2 separate regions of the Danio rerio genome follow, and region 2 is linked to region 1. A link is a contact called in public HiCAR-type data. All regions are on one chromosome and are shown on one strand. The core of a region is the stretch at or near the end of the contact, and the rest is flanking DNA. Distances in the headings are between cores, read along the strand shown. Region 1 overlaps nfatc3a (nuclear factor of activated T cells 3a). Region 2 holds the start of nfatc3a (nuclear factor of activated T cells 3a).

What was found. HiCAR-type assays count read pairs that join an accessible place to other places.
Region 2: a HiCAR-type map of caudal fin shows a contact between it and region 1, with 7 times the contacts expected there. The contact joins the promoter of nfatc3a here to the enhancer-like site in region 1. A contact is called at or near these places in 8 of 18 Hi-C or Micro-C datasets (caudal fin, embryo, hematopoietic stem cells and 1 more) and 3 of 4 datasets of contacts at active chromatin or transcription factors (caudal fin, embryo and pancreas).

The regions. Positions count from the first base shown.
Region 1 is chr7:34,939,228-34,944,049 of GRCz12tu, reverse strand. The region is part of intron 9 of nfatc3a (nuclear factor of activated T cells 3a); the gene reads left to right. Among named protein-coding and RNA genes, the nearest start is that of esrp2, 37 kb to the right of the region's middle. Within about 2 kb of position 2,504, at least 9 of the 62 cell types and tissues checked have an H3K27ac peak or open chromatin away from gene starts, as enhancers often do. A contact at or near this core is called in caudal fin, where this site is marked.
Region 2 is chr7:35,032,574-35,037,395 of GRCz12tu, reverse strand. It overlaps nfatc3a (nuclear factor of activated T cells 3a), which reads left to right and starts at 1,957. Exons shown (of 10, transcript XM_685181.11): 1 at 1,957-2,354. The coding sequence starts at 2,264.

The DNA of each region.
Region 1 (4,822 bases), core at 1,255-3,754:
TTGTGAATCCAGCAATCACACTCTGATCCGTGCTAAAACAATAGGTCTAAGATCGCCTGAATGAGGTGGTCTCGGCTCGATTGAAACAAACTCGGGAGCGCATCGATTGCAGTGAGAAAGCAAAACAATTAGAACTAGGCTAAATCACAGTGTATTATGGATATGTAATAGGCAGATATGGCTGTATGAAGAGAGGATTATGAGTAGGGCAGAATGTCATTCCTACCGGTAAATGTGCGTTTCATGTCAAATACGAAAGTGAAAGTATGCTCACTAATTTCGAGAGCTGTTTATGGGTTAGGAAAATTGAAGTCTTGGTTTATCTATTATGTCTCTCCATAATGTAAAGCCTGTAATGCATAACTCTAGCCGAGGGCTATGTATGAGAAAGTCTTACCTCTGATTTATATTTGGTGACGAAGTCTGTTGGTGTCAACATTCAAAATTAAAGCGCAGCTTTTGGCTTAAAATGTCTTATTGCTGATCGTCATGAATTAAAGGATGCATGACAGCTTAGTAGGAATCTGAAAAATAAACCATGAAACTCTGACCAATATGAGGAGAGTTTACTTGCACGTGACTTGTTTTAGCTCTTTTGGTCCCTTTAGAAACTTTGCAGTGTGAAAGCGAACAGCACCAAGAACAAAGAGCAGTGTTATAACAATTTGAATACCTGTTTCGTAACAAACCAATTGATCAACAGGTGTGAAAGCACCCCTATATTTTATGCATATGCACTCCCCTACAGAATCATCCCAATTTAAATGATAAATTCTTTCCAAATAGTTGTTCAACACATCTGGTGAAATTGCATTCATATCGCAATATATATCGCAGAATAAAAAAAATATTGCAATGTTAGATTTTTCCAATATCGTGCAGCCCTATTATCAATGAACTTTACAGTAATTGAACTAAACTGAATCAACACTGAATTGACTGTAACTGAGAAATGACACTGTTGTCCTGTTACAGCCGTCTTTCTGCAGAAGATAGATTTGCCCCATTTTTGAAAAACACATCATTACTTTTCCTGTTTATTACTGAGAAGCTGCTTTGAAACAACCTTCATGATATGAACCATGCCTAAAATATTGATTTAAATTCGTTTTTTTTTTTTTTTTTTCTGGAAAGTAAGAGTGGTTTTTGCTTGCTGAGATCAAATCACACCAGGTAAAATTTTGAACAAATTCATTAGTGGTTTTCAAAACTAATTTATTTATTTATTTATTTGCCTAAAAATACCTATTCATGTTTACCCAGTGTTAATCACCTCAGATGACACTTTGCAAATTGCGGTATAAAGTGTGCAGGAGGCGTCAGCGTTTACAATTACTCTGTATTTTGTTAGTTGTATCAGTCATCTACGGTGTGTGTGAACTTCTGCAGTGCAGGTTCATGTGTGTGTGTGTGTGTGTATGTGTGTGAGATTGTTGGACTGTTTGTGCGGCGTAAGCGGCAGAGTGGGTTTTAAAGCAGAACTCACAATCAGCCCAGAGCAGGTCTGCATGTGTGAAGAGTGTTCATGCAAGAGGAAGAGCCGCCTACGCCAACAGGATGATCTGTGACAGCGGCTGGGCATTTCAAACATCACACACACTCACACACGCGCGCGCAGAACATGCAACTTCTGCACACAAAACCATCACAAATAATAACATCACCCACATAAGAATTGTACCAAAGCAACTCTACACTTTGAACAGACTAAATAACAATACATGTGCACAAAGCGAGGAAAAATGTCAACTTGATGAACGTAAATAATTTTATAAAAGACCCTGTGCACAAGTAACAAAAGATAGAATCTTCAGCAACCACAAATTACTAAAATACTTGTGCAATTCCTAAATACATAAAGCATGACGCTCAAACTGAATGACATGAGTGCTATAGTTAGGTCTGGTGACATTTAGATGTTTTTAAACAGCCAAAAGCCGTGCGTAAAACATCACAAACGTCAGTTGTTTTACGTGCACAATGCGACTGCACAGTTGCTTTAAATATTGGCCATACAGAAGGCCTGTTATAGGCGACGCTCACATTATTTTGATTTACTGAACGGATCAGCACAGTCCTTTATATGGTCCTCTGACACTTTTTTTTAAAACACCCTCTGCCATATTTCACATCTGAACACACATATTCTTTCATTTACCTTTAATGTTATTTTTAGCGCCAAGTCCAGCTCTCTGGCTTTTGATGTCTTGTTAGGAAATGACTGTTTATGCCGTTATATACGTCTGCTGAAGCTTAGCTCTAATCCTGTGTAGGGAATTGAGCGGCATATTTGTTCACTCTGACTGAGCTCACCTTTTTTTAGTTGCGTCGGAAAATGTGGTGAAAGCTGGTCCATCCCAGTCAGTCATGGGCTGTCTGGATGAGGAATGCAGGGATTATTAAGCGCCTGCAGAGGCAGGTATACTCGTATGAATGATACCTGCGGCCCCTTCAACAGTCAAACCTGTTTCTCTGCTCCTCAGCTTTTCCCTCAGATTTGTCATCGCCTGTTATAGATGTGGGCTTTTTCACTCCGATGACAAGCCTGGAAATCGGGTGATTGAATGCTGTGGTGAGCGTTTCAAAAAGCTGCCATCTATCCTGAGGAACGATTCTTTTTTCCACAAAGCGAGGAGCCGTCTTTGCCCTAGTTCTTCTGTGTTGGTTTTTATAGGATGAACCTTTGCATTATGATTGTTGACTGATTTTGCATCAATTTTGTAGTGCTTGCCATAGCGTTCTACTATTCAGTAGAGCGTGGGGAGAATCAGACGCATTTTTACAGCATTAATCAGAAGACTGCAGAGATGACCTGTTGAAAAACTTTGGCTGCTTGCTGAAAGGCATAGTTCACCCAAATCTTTTACTCACCCTGCACTTGTTCCAAACCTGTTTGAGTTTCTTACGTCTGTTGAAAACAACAGAAGCAGTGTTGGGTGTAATTACTTACAAAGTAACTGGTTACTGCAATTAAATTAATTTTCTTTTTCTAAAAAAAAAAAATTAAAGGATGGGATTACTTTTCATTAAGGTCATTTAATTACAGTGTTTACTTATAATGTACTTCCTTTAAATACTGAACATCATTTCAACAGTTTAATTAAGCAAGTTTAAGTAATTTTTTTGTTATACAAATATATTTGGCAAGATAACAAAAAAAATTAACTAAAGAACATTTATCATGACATTTGCACATACTTCAAAAAATAATTCTTTATATACAGTTACAGTTTATAAATTACTTTAATATATATACAGTTAAAATCAGGATTATTAACCCCCCTTTGAATTTTTTTTCTTTTTTTAATATTTGCCAAATGATGTTTAAGAGAGACAGAGAGAGATTATGAAAATTTTATTGATAAAAATAATATTGATAAATATATTGAGTATGATATATAATTATTATATAGGGTAGCCTGGTGGCGCAGTGAGTAGCACAATCGCCTCACAGCAAGAAGGTCACCGGTTCGAGCCTTGGCTAGGTCAGTTGGCATTTTATGTTCTCCCCGTGATTGCGTTGGTTTCCTCCGGTGCTCCGGTTACCCCCACAAGTCCAAAGAGAAGTGGGACAGGTGACATGGATAAGCTAAATTGTCAGTAGTGTATGTGAGTGAATAAGTGTGTATGGATGTTTCCCAGTGATGGCTTGCAGCTGGAAAGACATCTGCTGCTTAAAACATAAGCTGGATAAGCTGGTGGTTCATTCTGCTGTGGTGACCCCAGATTAATAAAGGGACTAAGCTGAAAAAAAAATGAAGAAATGAGTTAATGAATGAATTATGATATAATTATAAATATATATTATAATGAATTTATTTCACATTATCTCTAACAAAGAATGTTAGAGCTGCACTTGCAATAAGACATTTGCTTTTATTAATTGTAACTGTTTTGGATTGATTCATGCAATGTTTACAATTAGTTACACGTGTTAATCTTTAAAAAAATCTGATTAAAAGGTTTTGTTTGGCTCAAATGTAAAGTATTAAAACAGTTTAATTCCCATTGTGTATGCATACACTGTAAAACATGCTGGGTTCCACACAATTTCTTCATGTTGTCCCAACACAAATAGATTAAGTTACATTTTTATTTTTAATTAACTTTACTAATTTTTACTAATTTAAGTTAATTGAACATAAAACAATTATGTTGAGCCCACAAAACACTTTAAGAGTTGCAATGTTTTAACTCATTTTAAATAAGTAGTGTAAACAAGCAGCAAAGTGAGTGTATAGAAGATTAAAAAAAAATGTAAATAGTACTAAGTCAAGTATTTCAATTACTTGGTAATTAAGTTACATTTTAGACAAAAGTATTTAGAAAAGTATTTTTAATTATGTAATTATTAATTCTTTACTTTTTTTAGTTATCTTACCCAACACTTAATTGGAGATATGCTGAAAACATTTCCATACTATTTATTTTTATATCCTACTATACATTTCAATGACTACTGTTTTTTTTTTTTTTTTTTTTTTTTGTCATTGAACCTTTTTTATTTTAAACTTATATACCCCACACAACATAAAATTCACAAAATAAAATCAACAATCAGGAAAATAATGCAAACAAATTATAATAAAAAAATATTAAGATAAATAATAAATGATACAACAGACAGCCAATGACTACTGGTTTCTAACATTCTGCATAATATCTTATATGTTTAGCTGGAAAAAAGAAATGTATAAGGCATTAGTTGAAATTGAGAAAATAGTGAGTTCATTTTTGGATGAACTATAGTCTCCTGGCCTGCTGAAGTAATTACCACACTTGCTGCACTGTCTTCTGGGATGTAGAACATGTGTTTTAACAA
Region 2 (4,822 bases), core at 708-3,207, 94 kb before region 1:
TTCTTTCTTTTTTATGGCTGCCCATGTGTTATGGACCTCCATTCTATAATCTAAAAGCTTGCATAAACTGAATGACTGAATAAAGAAACAATTCTGCAAAGAAACAAATATTATCAATGGGACTAAATAAGAATATTATTTGAAAAACTATTTAGTTAAATAAGTTCATTTTATTATTGTAGTACTGAATTTTGTAATTAGCTATATATAATTTGATAAAGAATATTATTCATTTTATGTCAATTCATACTAAAGATGGTTTATTATTTAATTATTTTATACTGTGTTAGCATGCTTACATGTTTGTTAATTTAATCTAAAATTAACTTCAATATTATAAATATAAGGGGCGTCAAGGTGGCGCAGTGGGTAGTACAATCGCCTAACAGCAACTCACAGCAGGTCACTGGTCCGATCCTCGGCTGGGTCAGTTGACATTTCTATGTGGAGTTTGCATGTTCTCCCTGTGTTCACGTGGGTTTCCACCACAAGTTCAAAGACAAGCGGTATAAGTGAATTGGGTAAGCTAAATTGCCCATGATGTATGTGCGTAAATAAGTGTAATGGATGTTTCCCAGTGAAGGGTTACAGCTGGAAGGGCATCCACTGCGTAAAACATATGCTGGATGAGTTGGCGGTTCATTCTGCTGTGGCAACCCCAGATTAATAAAGGGACTAAGCCCAAAACAAAATGAATGAATGATTATAAATATATATTTATTACCCTATGTATATAGGTAACTATTCTGAGTGTTACCAAGTATCCTACACTCTCAGAATTAAAGGTTTGTGAGCTGTCTCTGGTGTGGTACCTTTTCAAAAGGTACAAACTTGTACCTAAAAGGTCCATATGAATACCTCAAAGGTACATATTAGTACCTAAAAAGTTTCCTCTTAAAATTTTAGGTACTAATAAATACTTTTAAGGTACCAATATGAACCCTTTAAGTACAAAAGTGTGCTTTTTGAAAATGACAGCTCGTATACCTTTATTTCTGAGAGTGTAGAGTCCCCCTGAACTGTTTATGGCCCCTAGGTGTCCCAAGATCATTGATTGACACCCCCTGCTTTAGAGCACTTCAATGATTCATCATAGGTTAATGAGCTAAACAAGCACTGCACATGGTTGAGTAATTTGATGAAGAAATATTATTATTAGTATTTTAACTCTGTTTCTTGTGCTATACTTCGTGGAACAACGATTATGTATTCAATTAGAGAGTGTGTTTTCATGCTAGAGAAATGTGCACAAAAATACATGTTTGGGTGAGTGTGATGACGAATTAAAGAAAGTTCAGTATGTTTACTTCAAAGCATTTAACCCTAACTAACCTCATGAGTAAATGGCCAGACACTCAAGCTTTCAGTGAGGCACACAATGTTGATGTACTATTATTTTATTTAACAGTTCATGCGGACTGCTACTGTCATTAAGCAAATAGATACACATTAATATTGTAATGCTAATAATGAAACATAATCTATAAAATTGATGAATGCAAAGCTGTTTATTTCTGTATTTATTAATCTACTTACCATATGGAACAAATGACCCCACAATGTAACGTGTAGTAATAAATAGATACAAAATAAGTTATTTTAATGATCCAATTTAAATTAGTTAAATTAGTTTACTTTAATATTTAAATAAATGTCCAATGCATAATTTATAGCATTATTAATAGCATAGTAAACTACACCGAAACACGTGCTTTCGAAAGCGCACGACTGATTCAACTGTAGTTCTGTCTTCACAGAAACTACAACACCCATAAACCCACTGCGCTTCTGTGTGTGTATGTGTGCATCTGTGTGTGTGTGCGCGCGCGCGAGTGACTGAGTGCGTGTGTGTGCGCGCGCGCGCGCTTGTGTTGTCTGCCGACTTGGCTGACGTCACCGCTGGAACTGCCCTGTCACGCGCTGTTAGTAAAAGTTGGGATAGGAGCTAGAGACGGAGAGCAGCAGCGAAATTACGGACGAACTCGATCAACGGTCGCGCTGACGCACAACCCTCACCCCCCCTTCACGCCACGGGCTAAAAAAAAAAAAAGTTCCGACCGTCGCTGCGAGTTCGCTGAATCCCTGCAGAAGGTCGAGCAGTTTGGATTATTCTGAGGGACAAGCAATAATATTTTCTGCTCGGACTTAGAGAAGTACAGCACGGAGGAAAAGTTTAAAAGTTTTGCCTTCATTATTAGTCAATGTAGTGAGTTTATTAAAGAGTCGGTGTACATAGACGGGTGAGCCCGAGCTGTCAAACCCGATGACTACTGCAAACTGCCCCGGGAATGAAGAGCTGGACTTCAGACTGATCTTCGGGGAGGACGGGCAGCAGCCGCCGCTAGGCCCCGCAGGTCAGTGCCTCTACTTCGGGATACTCTCGCACAGTCTGTCGGTATAGATTAACTCATGAATCTTTCATGGATCGCAAAGGCGAAACACGTTATTAAAAGCAGCAGCAGCGCGCGCCGCTGAAACCACCTCGCTCGCCGGCTTCTCTTCATACCAGCAGCTGCAGTTTTGTTTAGTTTTTGTGCGGTTGTAAATTCAGCCAATGAAAACGAGAAGGGGCAAGTTTAGGCGGCCGAGTCAACTAATGTCTAACCAAGAAGCACCTGGACACCCTGTCCTGAAGACGGTCATAGCGGCTCCAAACCTTGTTAGCTGCCTGCCTTGACAGCCTTTTTGAGCAACATTGGCGCCTTTAAGTGGTTTGAGACAGATCCACCATCAGTCTGACAGCTGCTGCACAGTCGAATGCTATAAAAGTTTCTGTTATCACTCGCCCCTGCCTTCAACTTGAGCACATGGAAAAAGTTTCAAACCAAAAGTTTCCACTAATACTAAACTCAACACTGTTTCGTTTCTCCATTTATTATTTGCGGCGGTACACAGACAGTAGTTACTGTAGCTCTGTCACTTTGCAAGTTACACAGATATAATATCAAATGTATGAATATTCAAATGAGGGAGGTCTTTTCTTAATAGTAGTTTTCACCTGCCCATTTTGGGGTAAATATTATCTAGTAAGAATAAATAGATTTGTTGTGTAGACGTTTATAATTAGTCTATTATTTTTAAAATATACATTACAATGCTATAATTAATTATTGTAAGCATTAAACCTCTCTGCAGAAGTGTTCTTGTCTATGCCATTTACCTCAGCTATGCTTAACTATTTAATTAACTGTTATTACAGCCACAATACAAGCTTTCTGCTGCATAGTAAACACCTGAATAACAACTTTCTTTGAGAGTGATAACTGTATTTTTAACAATACTGACTCATTAAACAGCTCTGCATGTGTACCCACACTAAATGACAGGAGGAGTTTGATGATTTCTAAACACATTTGCAACGTCTGCAGTGCAGATTATCTCCAGTTTGCTACCACCAGACATAGCCTGTGTGTGTGTGTGTTTGTGTAAATTGCCTAATGAAAAAACAGTGTGTGAGAAGCAGCAACCCTATCAGCGTCTGTCAGTGTGCTGGAGTGTGTCGTGAAGGAAAGAGATTTGGCTATAGTGAAAGCAGAATGCCTGTTTGTGGGTGGACCCCTGTGTGTTTTTGCTGAAGTTTTGCATGTTTTTTTTTTTTTTGAAAAAACATTGCATGATCTGTGAATTGCGTGTAGGGATTTCATGCATTACCTACCTAGGCAAAATAGGACTGATGGTTTTGTGTCATTTTAAAAGAATAATCGCTGTGCTTTGCTTATAATGTAAAATACAGCACTATTTAGTTTTGAGCCGTTTTTCAGTGTAATTAATAGATGAGGCTTTGGTACTTTATAAAATGCATGAAAGTTCACTGCTGATGTTGATAGGAAAAAATATATGAAAATTGACAGGGGAAAGTGAGAAATCTAACAAGTTGGGAGGATGTATTTGGACTGAATGTTGGAAATGAAGTGTCCAAGTGGTGTTTAGTCTGCATAATTTGGACACATAAATGCAAGTGTTATGAGAGAATTGTGAATAACAATTGGATATATAGTTTTATCTTATTATTTAAGCTATATGTAGTTCAACTTTATCTTAAATAATTATAGAGTATTAAGGGAAAAAAGAAAATAAACTGACATGTTATATGTAGAAAATATGTATTTTTTTACCGAGTTTTCTTATGACTCATTGTTTTGAAACATAAGACTATATGCAGAAAAAATGCATTGGTTAAATCTGAAAAATACTAACTCTTTTATGATGTTGTTTTAATTTAACAGACTTTCTGAAAGGTAAATAGAAGCAAATTAGTTGTTAAACAGGTTTTATCCTGAGTTTTGCGGCTGTCCGTTCATGCATGTCGAAAAGTCATCAGGATTTCAATGCGGCTGAAGGGCAGGGCTGTTGATACTATACACACTCATCAGTGTTTTCTGTGCCTCTGGCTGTTTTTAGACAAAAGATAACTGATCAGCTTTTGTCTTGTGTTTGTTAATAAAGCTGAGACCGTTTAATTTTGATTGGCACTGTCTTTTCAGAATGTCAAAATATCACAAGATCCTATTTAATTTGAATAACTCTGTGTTTGTTTGTATGTGTATTTATGTTACATTATTTTATTATCTCATTTAATGATCAAAAATGCAGCTTTTATCTATTTAAAAGGGAACTTTCATGACTTTATGTTGATTATTGTACACATTCGGAGCAGCTATTGGTTTAGTTCATACTAATTAAATGTTTATGAATTGTAGCATGCATGCACCTTTTCAAGAGTAATTACAGTAATTTTTCTAAAATGTTGTTCATAGAAAAAAATAAACTTTATTATGGTTAAAAAGTTCAAAAAATGATTCAAGTAAAAAAATACTAATAA